Regions from separate parts of the Mus musculus genome. Here region 1 is linked to region 2. Evidence: chromatin contacts called from public HiChIP or PLAC-seq data. All regions are on one chromosome and are shown on one strand. The core of a region is the stretch at or near the end of the contact, and the rest is flanking DNA. Distances in the headings are between cores, read along the strand shown. Region 1 overlaps Pptc7 (PTC7 protein phosphatase homolog). Region 2 overlaps Ccdc63 (coiled-coil domain containing 63).

Region 1 (5,483 bases), core at 1,375-3,874, 210 kb before region 2:
AGCCAGTGACTTGACCAGCTCTGCTCTTAGCAGGAATTAAATGTCGGCATTGGAAAATTAATGCAAAATATATCCAGATTGTAAGGCTACAACACCTCTGACCAAGAACTAATTACAAACCACACAGAAGAGCTGAAGTCCTCAGTCCTAGAGTCACACACCCCATCTGGATGCAACCTTACTGTTTTAAACACAGACACTGCAAAGAGTTTGTGCAAAATAAATACCCACCACGTGCCCCTCACGCCCCAGGATCAACAGAGTGCGACATCTCCTTATCCAGTCTCCCTCCATACCAGAGAACTAACTCAGTGTTGTCAGGTTAGGGGAGTTAAGGCATTCTGACATGTAATTAAAGGTGATTCAAAATAGGAATCTAACATTATGCCAATTTAGGAATAGTAGATAAATTACTGAAGAGCTTACAAATGAGTAACTCATTCTCATGAATGAATGCCTGTTACAAGCATGATGCACTGAGAGCACTGACATGTACATGGTACATGGTAAACAGTTTAAATAAAACAGAGACAGCTACTCAAATATACAAACGCACAGACAGACAAAACCTTTTAAAAACAAGTTGAGGTAACCTCAAACACAAGTTCAATGCAGTAACCAGGGAGCCAGTGTCTCCTGCAGAGGAAGGGCTGCACGGCTGCTCACACCATCTTCACACCAGCGTCATCTGACTTGCACAGAAACACGGCTTTAACTTAAGGGTTTCTAAGTATATACGGCTTTTCTACCACCAAGTTAATGAAGGAAAAGAACGGACCCAAAAATATATATATATCTTTACAGCAGTCAATTGTACATAAACCTTAAAAATAAGTTTGCGCTCGCAGGTAATGGGGAAATCTGAGAAGGAACGTTACCTACTGCAAATGGCTATTGGAACTGTAAACATTAAGCTGGACTCAGGGCCCCACACTCAGCTGCGGTCACTGTGAATGTCAGGTCACCACTAGCTTTCCTGTGGGCTCTGGGAGCTGCAGCCACCACACCATCACCTTGAGGACACAGCGCAGGTGGGGCATGCTCTAAGGGTGGGAGGCTCCTGAGGGAAGGAGCAGGCTGTCCACAGCCAACCCCATCCCAAGCTGCAGCTGCACACTCTAGCCCTGGAAGGCCCGTGGCATCTTACAGGCAGCACGGACGACTTCAGCTACAGCATTTGATTCCCAGGCTTTGAGGAGTTCTGAAATTTTGCGTGGTATTTCCATTACTAGATTTTGGTAAGGAGTCTCCTTCCCCTGTCCCTCTCCTGTGGGCCAGGCCTCTAGCCTGTGACCTGGACAAATCAACAGACTGCCACAGCTGCAGTCACAGGGGCACAATTAAGCATCTTTTAAAAAGCACAAAATATCTGCATCCATAGAACAAAAATTTTCTTCCAATTTGTGACCAAAACCGTCCGCTGCTGGGGTTGGGATGTCATGACCCAGCACAGGATAGAGCAGGACTGTGGGCTCCTGGCAAACAGAAAACACAAAGCCCCAGCAGTCCTCGCAGAGCCTGCGCCTGGGGGACACAGGGCTTCTCCTGGGATGATCCGCGTGTTTTTTGGCCGAGGTGCCGCTATTTACTACTTGTTGAATGTTAACATCCCTTTAACACACTGACATTTTGAGTTCACTTTACCAACATTACTTCTTTTCAAAACTTCAACTGCTTTTGAAAAGTAAAAGACTTTGAAAACCTCCAGGAGAAGGGAGAGGTCACCTCGCTTTTTCTCTCAGTGGGTCACCAGTGGGTACGGGCTAGCGGGTGACAGCAGTGGTTCTCAACAAGGATCTTGATGGGTCTCAAACATGGGCCAGAGCATCCATCATTGGCCACTGAGATCAGTGGCAAAGAAATGTGGTCCTGCCAGCAGGATCAGCACATGTGGCAGGGAGAAGTCGGGAGACAGGGGAAAGGCAGGAGTCACCAGTGTGGCCCATCAGTCCGTGTACTCAGCCACTATTGAGAGGAGGACGGTGATGTCATCTGGCTTTCCACCTAAAACACAGATGACACTTATCAGTGTGCTTGAAGGAAAAGTCAATCAGAGATGTGGCTCACGTAAGCACTGAAGACAAGAGCTCTGTGGGTTTGCTCTGCTGATGCTCCAGACTGGAGAGTCAAAGCTGCAAGCTCCAGTGTGGGGAGGATCAGGAATTCAACGTCACGCTCAGCTACAGAGAGTTTAAACTGAGCCAGTGTTACCCGATGCCATCTCCCAAAGCTAAAGTAAACAAGGCCCAGTTATACAGCACCAAGGCCAGGCCACGGCGGTGCAACCTACAAGCTCTGTACTTGATGGGCCGAGGCAGGAGGGTCAGCACATACTTGAGTTGTCTACAACCTTGTGATTTAACTGAAGCTTAAACCCACCCTGCCGCTTTCCTACTCGGTGGCTGTGGTCGGCCCACAGCATCACATGAGTAAGTGCAGGACGGCTACAGCCCAGCACTCACATACCGCACTGGCCTAATTTGGACAAACATGTCCAGTGTTTGGAAACTCAGAATAGCCTGTATTCTAATCTGCCAAGAAGCTATGGCATGTGCTTTCCTCTGTTTTAACATTTCCTCAGCCCAGATGTGCTCAGCATGTCATAATATTACCCTAGCAAACGCTGGGCAGCCCTAGACAGTTCTGATGCCAATGTCATCCAGCCAGGACGGGCCTGATCCCCCAGTCACACCAGGAAGTAGACCAATGGCAGGGTCGTACAACTTCCCTCTGCAGACTGCTGCAGCAGTTTGGACTCAGCCACTCAGGAGGCAGAACTTAGCTGCTGGGGATGTGGCCCTGGGTAAGCAGGGCACTGTGGAGTAAAGGGCTTCAGGTTCCATGCTCTCTCAGGCAGTCAAGGTCGGTTCTGAAGGGCGGCTCAGGAAAAATGAGCCGCCACCCTCCGACCTTGCTAAGAGGACACACACCTACACATTTTCACCCAGAACTCAGAACCTTCCAGAGAATGCTTACCTCTCACATTTAATCCATTGTCACATGCAAACTGTGCAAAAGGTGACATATAATTTGGGTCATAGGCCAGCTCATGCGCTTGCTCAGCAATGCTTCTTGCAGTCCGCTGTATACTCTCATAATTTGAATTCTAAAATGAAGGATGGAGTTATTTTTACCACGGTGCCTCATGTGAGCTCTGCATAAGAACACTTGATGCAGGCAGCACTGTAGGCAGCTGCCACGCACACTCCAGTAAAAGTCTGCTTGACAGGCTGAGAAGCCTGGAAGCACTTGAGGAAAAGAGTTTCACGGAAACTCACCTCCTGGAGCTTTGGCGTTCTCATTAACCCATATACATACCCTATTCCCACGTTAGTCTGGTGTATGGATCCCTGCGCTCTCTTTTAGCATTATATTATTTTAAGTGCCTTTTAAGATTGAATTCTGACGTAACCAGAGCCTTCGCCAGTGTTCCAAGGTCCCAGAAGCAACTGAGCTTGGAATCCGGCAGGAATGCAGTAAGGAAGTTACCTATTCAGTAACTAAGCATTACAAAAAACGGAGCCAGCAGCTCAGAGCTGGTCTGCAAAGTATTTACTAAGGACAATAACAAATCTCACCCAAACAAGGGAATACCATAATAGAGCTAGGGAATCCCACTGAGACTTAGATCTTCCCTACAGCCAGGTATAGCAAGCTTCATATTAGAAGCAAGTTGGTAAATTCTTCTAAAGACCCAGGAAATAGGGGGATTGTGGTATTGCAGTATTCATGAGAAGGCCTGCTAGTGCAGAACCCCTGGTGGTGGGCTTAACAATAGACTAGCTTTACACCTGGCTCCCTTCATAGTGGCAGCAGCCTGGTCCCCGCCTTCTTTTGATGTATACATTCCTTTTGTATTTCATCACTGTAACTTGGTGGATCGTATTTTGCCTGGTTTCTTGTTATTCTTCGGTATAAAAAGTTTGATGCTCAACATGACAAAATACATTCAGATTCTACACAATCTCACGTGTTGGTCTGTCTGTCACCCGCCAACTCCTTGCCCATCTGCACCCAGAGACCCGCTCCACGCAGACAAAGGGACCCAGATGGTCTGCGGCAGGCAGCACACTCACCTGAACACTCCCCCAGCACTTAGGTTTATCCAGTGAGAAAAGACATGGAGACAGCACTACGGGGACCAAGCCCGTCAGATCAAGGCCCTGCCTGAACCTTTGGTTGAAATGGCTCCACATTTTTAATTAAGATTTTCATTTTTGGTCTTCCATTTGAAATTTTTGAGGTATTCTTGCTAAAATGGGATGGTCTGAAAAGGTGGGTTTGGGCCACATTTTCATGGTGCCTCAGAAGTCCCCATGTTTGGGAAAACACCTAGCTAGCCATATTAGCTTTTTTCAAGTAAGAGGTGCTCTGGTGCTGGCTATGCTGAGACTGGCCTGCAGGCTTTGTATGCCATAGCAGACTCTTGCTTTGCTGTGCGTTCTCTGACCATGCCCTGTCCTAGCTACTTCCACTTCCTCATCTATAAAATGGGCGCTGGAGGACAAGCCTCTGCTCAGCCCTGCCATCAAAGGTTCTACATCTTTCAACCAGCAGAGGGCTAGGACAGCTGGAGGCATGGCTCCAGAGATCAACAGTACTGGTGTCCTTGCAGAGGACCCAGGTTTGGTTCCTAGCATCCACAAGACTGTTCACGTCAGTTCCAGGGGATCCAACACTCTCTTCTTGCCTCCATAGGCAACACTCATACACATAATATTTTTAAAAAGCAAAGTTCATAAAGAAAATGAAAAGCCAACAGGTCTGTGCGTCTAGGCCGCCTCCTCACAGGGGCCTTCCCTAGCCAATCTAAGATAGGAGTCCCCTTTATTTCTAACCCTGCTCACTTGCCAGCAGCCTATATTGTGTATCTATCTCCTCCCCAGCCGTTCTCCTCTGCACTGGAAGCCCCGGAGGGTGGGCCGAGTGCTTCCTGCTGACGGCTGTCAGCACACAGTGCCCCAGTACAAGCGACCACCACAGGGCAGGCACGGTGCTAGGACTTCCTCCCCATGGTGTTGGTTACTCTTCCCTGCCACCCTGAAGGGGAAGACTTTTTCTTCTTCCCAGTTCACAGGCAAGGAGGCACTGCTTGGACAGTAGAAGAAACACCCCAAGCCAGAATGGCAAGGTGCCAGAGAAGAAGGCCAGGTCTGCCAGCCAGAACTTTCTCTGGGCTAAGAGAATCTGGAAAGCCCAGCTTCTGGTCCTGCCACCTTTTGTGGTAGAGGCCAAACTCTCCCTCAGTGATAGCTCTAGTCAACACCCACACTCCTTGCTGCCTGGTCTCACTTCTGACCTCCCAGCCTCAGCAACCGCAGGGTGTGTGGTGACAGGAAAAGGAGAGAGGCATAAGCAGGTGCATAAGATACGAGGAAACAAAGCAACTTCCGACTCCCCTGGACCACCCTATGAGGAAGGCTGAGCCAAGGGCTCCCCCAGTTCTCCTCTAATGTTCCCAATTGTAATCGCCTGGGATAGTA
Region 2 (4,964 bases), core at 1,778-4,277:
CACGGGGAGGGACTTAGCGACTCTTCGGCCTGACGTCACTCCTGCCAGGACAGTTATCCTAGAGACTTGGCTGCTTTCTTGCTTTGATGCATTTTTTTTTTTTTTTTTTTTTTTTTGAGACTAGGCCTTGCTCAGTAGCCCGCGCTGGTCTGCAACTCGCAGCAATCCTCCTGTCTCAGCTTGGGGGATGCTGAAATTTCAGGCATGAGTCATTAGAAAACTTCTCTGCTCAAACTAGGATTCAGGTTTTTAAGTTTTTTGGTTATTTTCCCCCCTCTGGTACACCCAGTTTCATCTCTACCTAGGAACGGGGGTCACAGGCCCGTGTTCTCTGATATATTAAGATCTGTAATGGTCAACATATAAAGATCAAAGTGTTCTTTTTTTTTTTTTTTTTTGGTTTTTCGAGACAGGGTTTCTCTGTATAGCCCTGGCTGTCCTGGAGCTCACTTTGTAGACCAGGCTGGCCTCGAACTCAGAAATCCGCCTGCCTCTGCCTCCTGAGTGGAGGGATTAAAGGTGTGTGCCACCATGCCCAGTAAAGATCAAAGTGTTCTACACCAATCCCCAAACTTTTGTTTCTCTGGGGTACATTTGTGTAGGCCACAGTGGGTCGTGAGTGTGTCGCCACTGCCCCCTAGTGGTTGTCTGTGGAATGGCAGGAATGATTTTTGTGGTCCAGGCTGCTCCAGGACAGAGCATATCCCTAGTCCCTGTGGGATGCAGATGCACATGGATGAGGAGCCCTGAGTGACCTATGACTGGAGTGGAAATATCCACACTTGACCCTTGAGGGCTTGGTATAAGGTGGACTTGCCCTCTGTGGGCCTCAGTTTCCCCATCTGTACCATGATGTTGGGAATAGCACAGGAACCCCAGGCTTCTTGTTTTGTTTGCTTTAGTGCACTGTAATTTAGAGGTTGGAGCCCAAGTGTCTGTTGGGGAAATTCTCCACCCCAAACTGCAGATGTCCAGGTCCTAACCAGCAGTTAGCCATCTGTGTGTGAGCCATCATCCCCCACTAGTGAATTCACTATCAGTGGCTGACCTGTCACCTCTTAGCAAGGTTGTCCCCTCACTGGAGTGGCCACCTGTGCTGAAATCTTCCATTATTTCCACCTGAAATGGCACCCGAGGGTGGGAGGGGCTATGTGAAGGAGCTTGGACAAGCTGTACTGGGAACTAGCCTCGCTCCAGTCCTGGAACTTGGAGTGAGCCTGGTCATCTGAAGGGGTGACTCAGATTCTTGGGAGAGTTTGAGGGACCCTAGACTGAGCTGCCAGGTCTAGTGCAGTAGCCACTAGTTGTCCAAATATATTCTTTACCCTGTAATACAAGAGAAACTTCAGCTGCCCTGTCTCTGGTGCCATGTTGCAAGTTCTCAGTACCTAGGCGTGGCCATGACATGGCGCGGTTAGTGCACACAGGATGTGAGAGATGATGCTGACTTCTCTTTCTAGGTGGTTCTGAGCCCGTGTGGATCATGACCCCGTTGGGGGTTGAATGTTTCTTTCACAGGGGTCGCCTGAGACCATTGGAACACACAGATGTTTACATTACAATTCAAAACAGTAGCAAAGTTACAGTTATGAAGTAGCGACAGAAATAATTTTATGTTTGGGGAGTCACCACAACATGAAGGAACTATATTAAAGGGTCGAGGCATTAGGAAGGTTGAGAGCTACTGCACTAGATAGTTCTAGATGATTCTCAGAGGATGAAGAATAGAATGCCTGAGGAGAAGGTGGGGACAGGGGCGACTCCTTGATGGGTTACCCCACATGGAGTAGGGTTGGATACAGTGGATGAGGGCAACTCCCATCTTCTCCTACTGGTTCTCGTCTGTCTGAGCAGGATGACATCATCAACTTGCGGTCACAGCAGCAGACCTCCCATGAGGGCACCCGGAGCATCCTGAAACAGATGGAGGTGAGCTGAGAAGGGGAGGGGGGAGGGGGAGGGGAAGAGACAGGGACAAGGAGCATCCTGCATGTGTCCGTCATCTGTCAGATGGCCTGTTCAGACACAACCACAGAACCCTTGTCTGTAAGCTCTGTTTATTGTACAGGTGCTCGGAGGTCCAACCTAAGCCTGGGACTGCACTTCCATTCTGATGCATCTCTGCCTCAGTTTCTCCTTTTGTCTCCCCCTTGGCTCAGTTCCACTGTTTTTCACTAACGACCACAAACCAACAGTCTGTCTTCTATTCTTTCTCCTCCCCTCTCCCTTTCTGTCTATGCTGGGAATCAAACCCAGGGCCTCCAGTATGTTAGTTCTGTACTGCACCACTGAACCAAGCCTACATCCTGCATGCAAATGCGTCCTGGGCTAGGCACTAGTCAGTAGATGCCAGGCTATGTCCACTCCTCTGGCCCCATCTCCCTTCACCACCTTCAGGAGAAGGTGTTATACTCTTTCCATTTTTTTTTTCAGGGAGCAAACAGAGGCTGGCAGAGGCAAACAGTACAATCAACTCTAGGGAGCCGAGTTGTGGGTTTTTTTTTTTTTTTTGGACATGGTCTCACTATGCAGCCTTGGTGTCTAGAATTCACTATGTAGCCCAGGCTGGCCTCAAACTCACAGCAATCCTCCTTCCTTTGGCTCCCCAGTATTGGGTTTGAAGGTTTCTTCCTGCCTCCCCCGCCCCCCAGACACCCTGGGAGCCCGAGCAAGCTAGAAGCTTATTTTTTGTTAAATAAGCTGAAAATTGGCACTTTCAGGATTGGGGGAGGGAGTGTCTTTGTGATGTCATCTACCACCCAGGCTCTTCTTGGTGTGTGGTTTCCATCCCAAGGATGCCTGGTGGTACCACGGCTCCCAGGAAGAAGGTTGGAGAGTGTGGAGAAGGCCACACTGGCTGAGGCAGGAAGCCCCAGTTGCTTCTCAGGACACTTGAATAATGACTCTTTATGGGGTTTGTGTGCTCGTCACACTGCCATCCCAGGGCAAACAGGTTCTCCGGTGACAGTATCTGGGCAATGAACAGCCAATGCTCAGCAAGATGTGAATCCCGCCCCTGACTGGCTGGGTGTGGTGCACACATCTTTGATTCGCATACTTAGGAGGCTGAGGCAGCAGGATCTGGAGTTAAAGGGTAGCCTGGGCTTTTCCTGTTCAGAATCATAGCTCCTTCCCCTGAGCGATTTTTATTTGTTCCTTGGGGCTCATTTTCGTCCTTCACCCTGACCAGGCTGGTGGTGCTATTCGTGGCTCTACCGCGGAGGGACAGCAAAGCCCAGGAAGAGCCTAGGAAACTCAGAGCCAAGGGGTGTCGGGAAGGGAAGCCGTTGTGATTCAGGCTGGTCTCCGCAGGTGGTCTCCAGCCTAGATCCACAGGCTCTACTTGGGGGCCACCTAGAACTCCCGACTCTTCCCTGGGTTTGGGATCAACAGTGTTCATCAGGGTCTCCTCTGCCTGGCTCTGTCTTTATTGTTTTATGCCTTCACTGGACTGTGGTGCTAGCTAGGATAGCATTGTGTCTGCGCGCATGCGCGTGCGCATGCCCACGTATCCCCCTCCGAAATACAAATACCCCAAGGAGGAGACTTCATCCAAGGAGCTATGGGTTCTCAGATACGTCCCACCCTGCTAAGGGCTGTCCCCAACTTCCTGCTTAGAACCCTCTCCACCCCTGGCTCTTCACCATCTCCTCTCTCTCCAGGAGTCCGGGTTCGGCACTCTGAGGAATCACTTAGTTTTGATACAGGGTCTCATGTACCCCAGGCTGGTCCCAAACTCACTACATAGACAAGGATGACCCTGGGCTCGCGTCCCTCCTTGCCCCCATCCCCAGAGTGCAAGATTTACAGGCATGCATACCACTCCTGGTTTGCGCAAGCACTCCACGCAAGGAACCCCCATCCTTAGCTGTCTGTTTTTTTCTTAAATTTGTTTGATGCTGTCAGGAAGCTCATTCCTTGGATGGCACACCGCCTGCCCCCGCCCCCCCGTCACTTGCACAAAAAGTCCCTCAGCCTCAGGCTGGGCCTGGTGTCTGTCTGTCCCCCAGGAGAAACTGAGAAAGACCACGCAGGAAGCGGACATTTATGAGACCAAATACAAGGAGATGAGCAAGACCCTGGAGTATCTCAAGAACTCGGTGGAGAAGATGTTTAAGAAGATCAACTGCGATGCCACTGAGATCCTGGGCAAGCTGGGCGAGTCCGGGAAGGTCACGGACATCAATCTGCAGCAGTATTTTGGTGAGCCTAGTACCTCTTAGGCACTCTTGCCTGCACGGTCTGTGACCAGGCACAAGAACGCTTTCTTGGTTGGTAGTGAGCACAGCCATGGTGCGGCCTGCCTTGGTTTGAATTCTGAGCCTTCACTTACTAGCTGTGTGACGTTGGCCACATTCCCGACCCTCTCTGTGCTCGGGTTCTTTGAGCTCTGAAATGAGGGTGCAACTCAGGAGCTACACCACCGGATTTATTGGGAGGATTAAACACGGGTTAGTTGGTGGTGAATCTCAGTGAACCCAGGAGAGGGGTTTGGTGAATTCCCTTCAGGAGAAAAACTAAAGCTAGAAAAGAGAGCTTCCTTACACACATTCACAAACACCGTAACACTTACATGTTCACACACACATGCTTACACGGATGTACACACATACACACACATGTACAGGCACCTGCCACAAACACTATACACTAAACACTATACATACACTATATATATATATATATATATATATATATAGTATATATATGTATATACTAAACACTATACATACACACACATGTGCACAAAGACACATTCAAACACCAGTAAACACTATATGCACATGCTCACATATGCCTGCACATATATGCACACGCATGCAAACACATATGCACACATGTATGCACAAAGTGTGTTCATGCAGACGTATACACATATACGTACAGAGGCTCACATGCATGTGCGCGCACACACCACGCTTTTCATATCTGAGCCCCATGGGCTTTTTTCTCCAAGATTAGGA

What was found. HiChIP or PLAC-seq counts read pairs in DNA pulled down with a chosen protein or histone mark.
Region 1: an H3K27ac HiChIP or PLAC-seq map of embryonic stem cells shows a contact between it and region 2, with 4 times the contacts expected there. The contact joins two enhancer-like sites. A contact is called at or near these places in 1 of 39 promoter capture datasets (cranial neural crest), 2 of 15 datasets of contacts at CTCF or cohesin (large pre-B cells and pro-B cells), 25 of 484 Hi-C or Micro-C datasets (the 63-12 cell line, the AML12 cell line, B cells and 17 more), 7 of 115 datasets of contacts at active chromatin or transcription factors (embryonic stem cells, epiblast stem cells, microglia and 1 more) and 4 of 9 other capture datasets (adipose tissue, embryonic stem cells, liver and 1 more).

What each region holds. Positions count from the first base shown.
Region 1 is chr5:122,317,337-122,322,819 of GRCm38.p6, reverse strand. It overlaps Pptc7 (PTC7 protein phosphatase homolog), which reads right to left. Exons shown (of 6, transcript NM_177242.4): 5 at 2,977-3,106; 6 at 1-2,004. The coding sequence ends at 1,946. Among named protein-coding and RNA genes, the nearest start is that of Rad9b, 34 kb to the left of the region's middle. Within about 2 kb of position 2,624, at least 60 of the 459 cell types and tissues checked have an H3K27ac peak or open chromatin away from gene starts, as enhancers often do. A contact at or near this core is called in embryonic stem cells, where this site is marked.
Region 2 is chr5:122,110,099-122,115,062 of GRCm38.p6, reverse strand. It overlaps Ccdc63 (coiled-coil domain containing 63), which reads left to right. Exons shown (of 12, transcript NM_001384199.1): 9 at 1,855-1,929; 10 at 4,011-4,203. It also overlaps a transcript of Myl2 not described here. Among named protein-coding and RNA genes, the nearest start is that of Myl2, 12 kb to the right of the region's middle. Within about 2 kb of position 3,027, at least 19 of the 459 cell types and tissues checked have an H3K27ac peak or open chromatin away from gene starts, as enhancers often do. A contact at or near this core is called in embryonic stem cells, where this site is marked.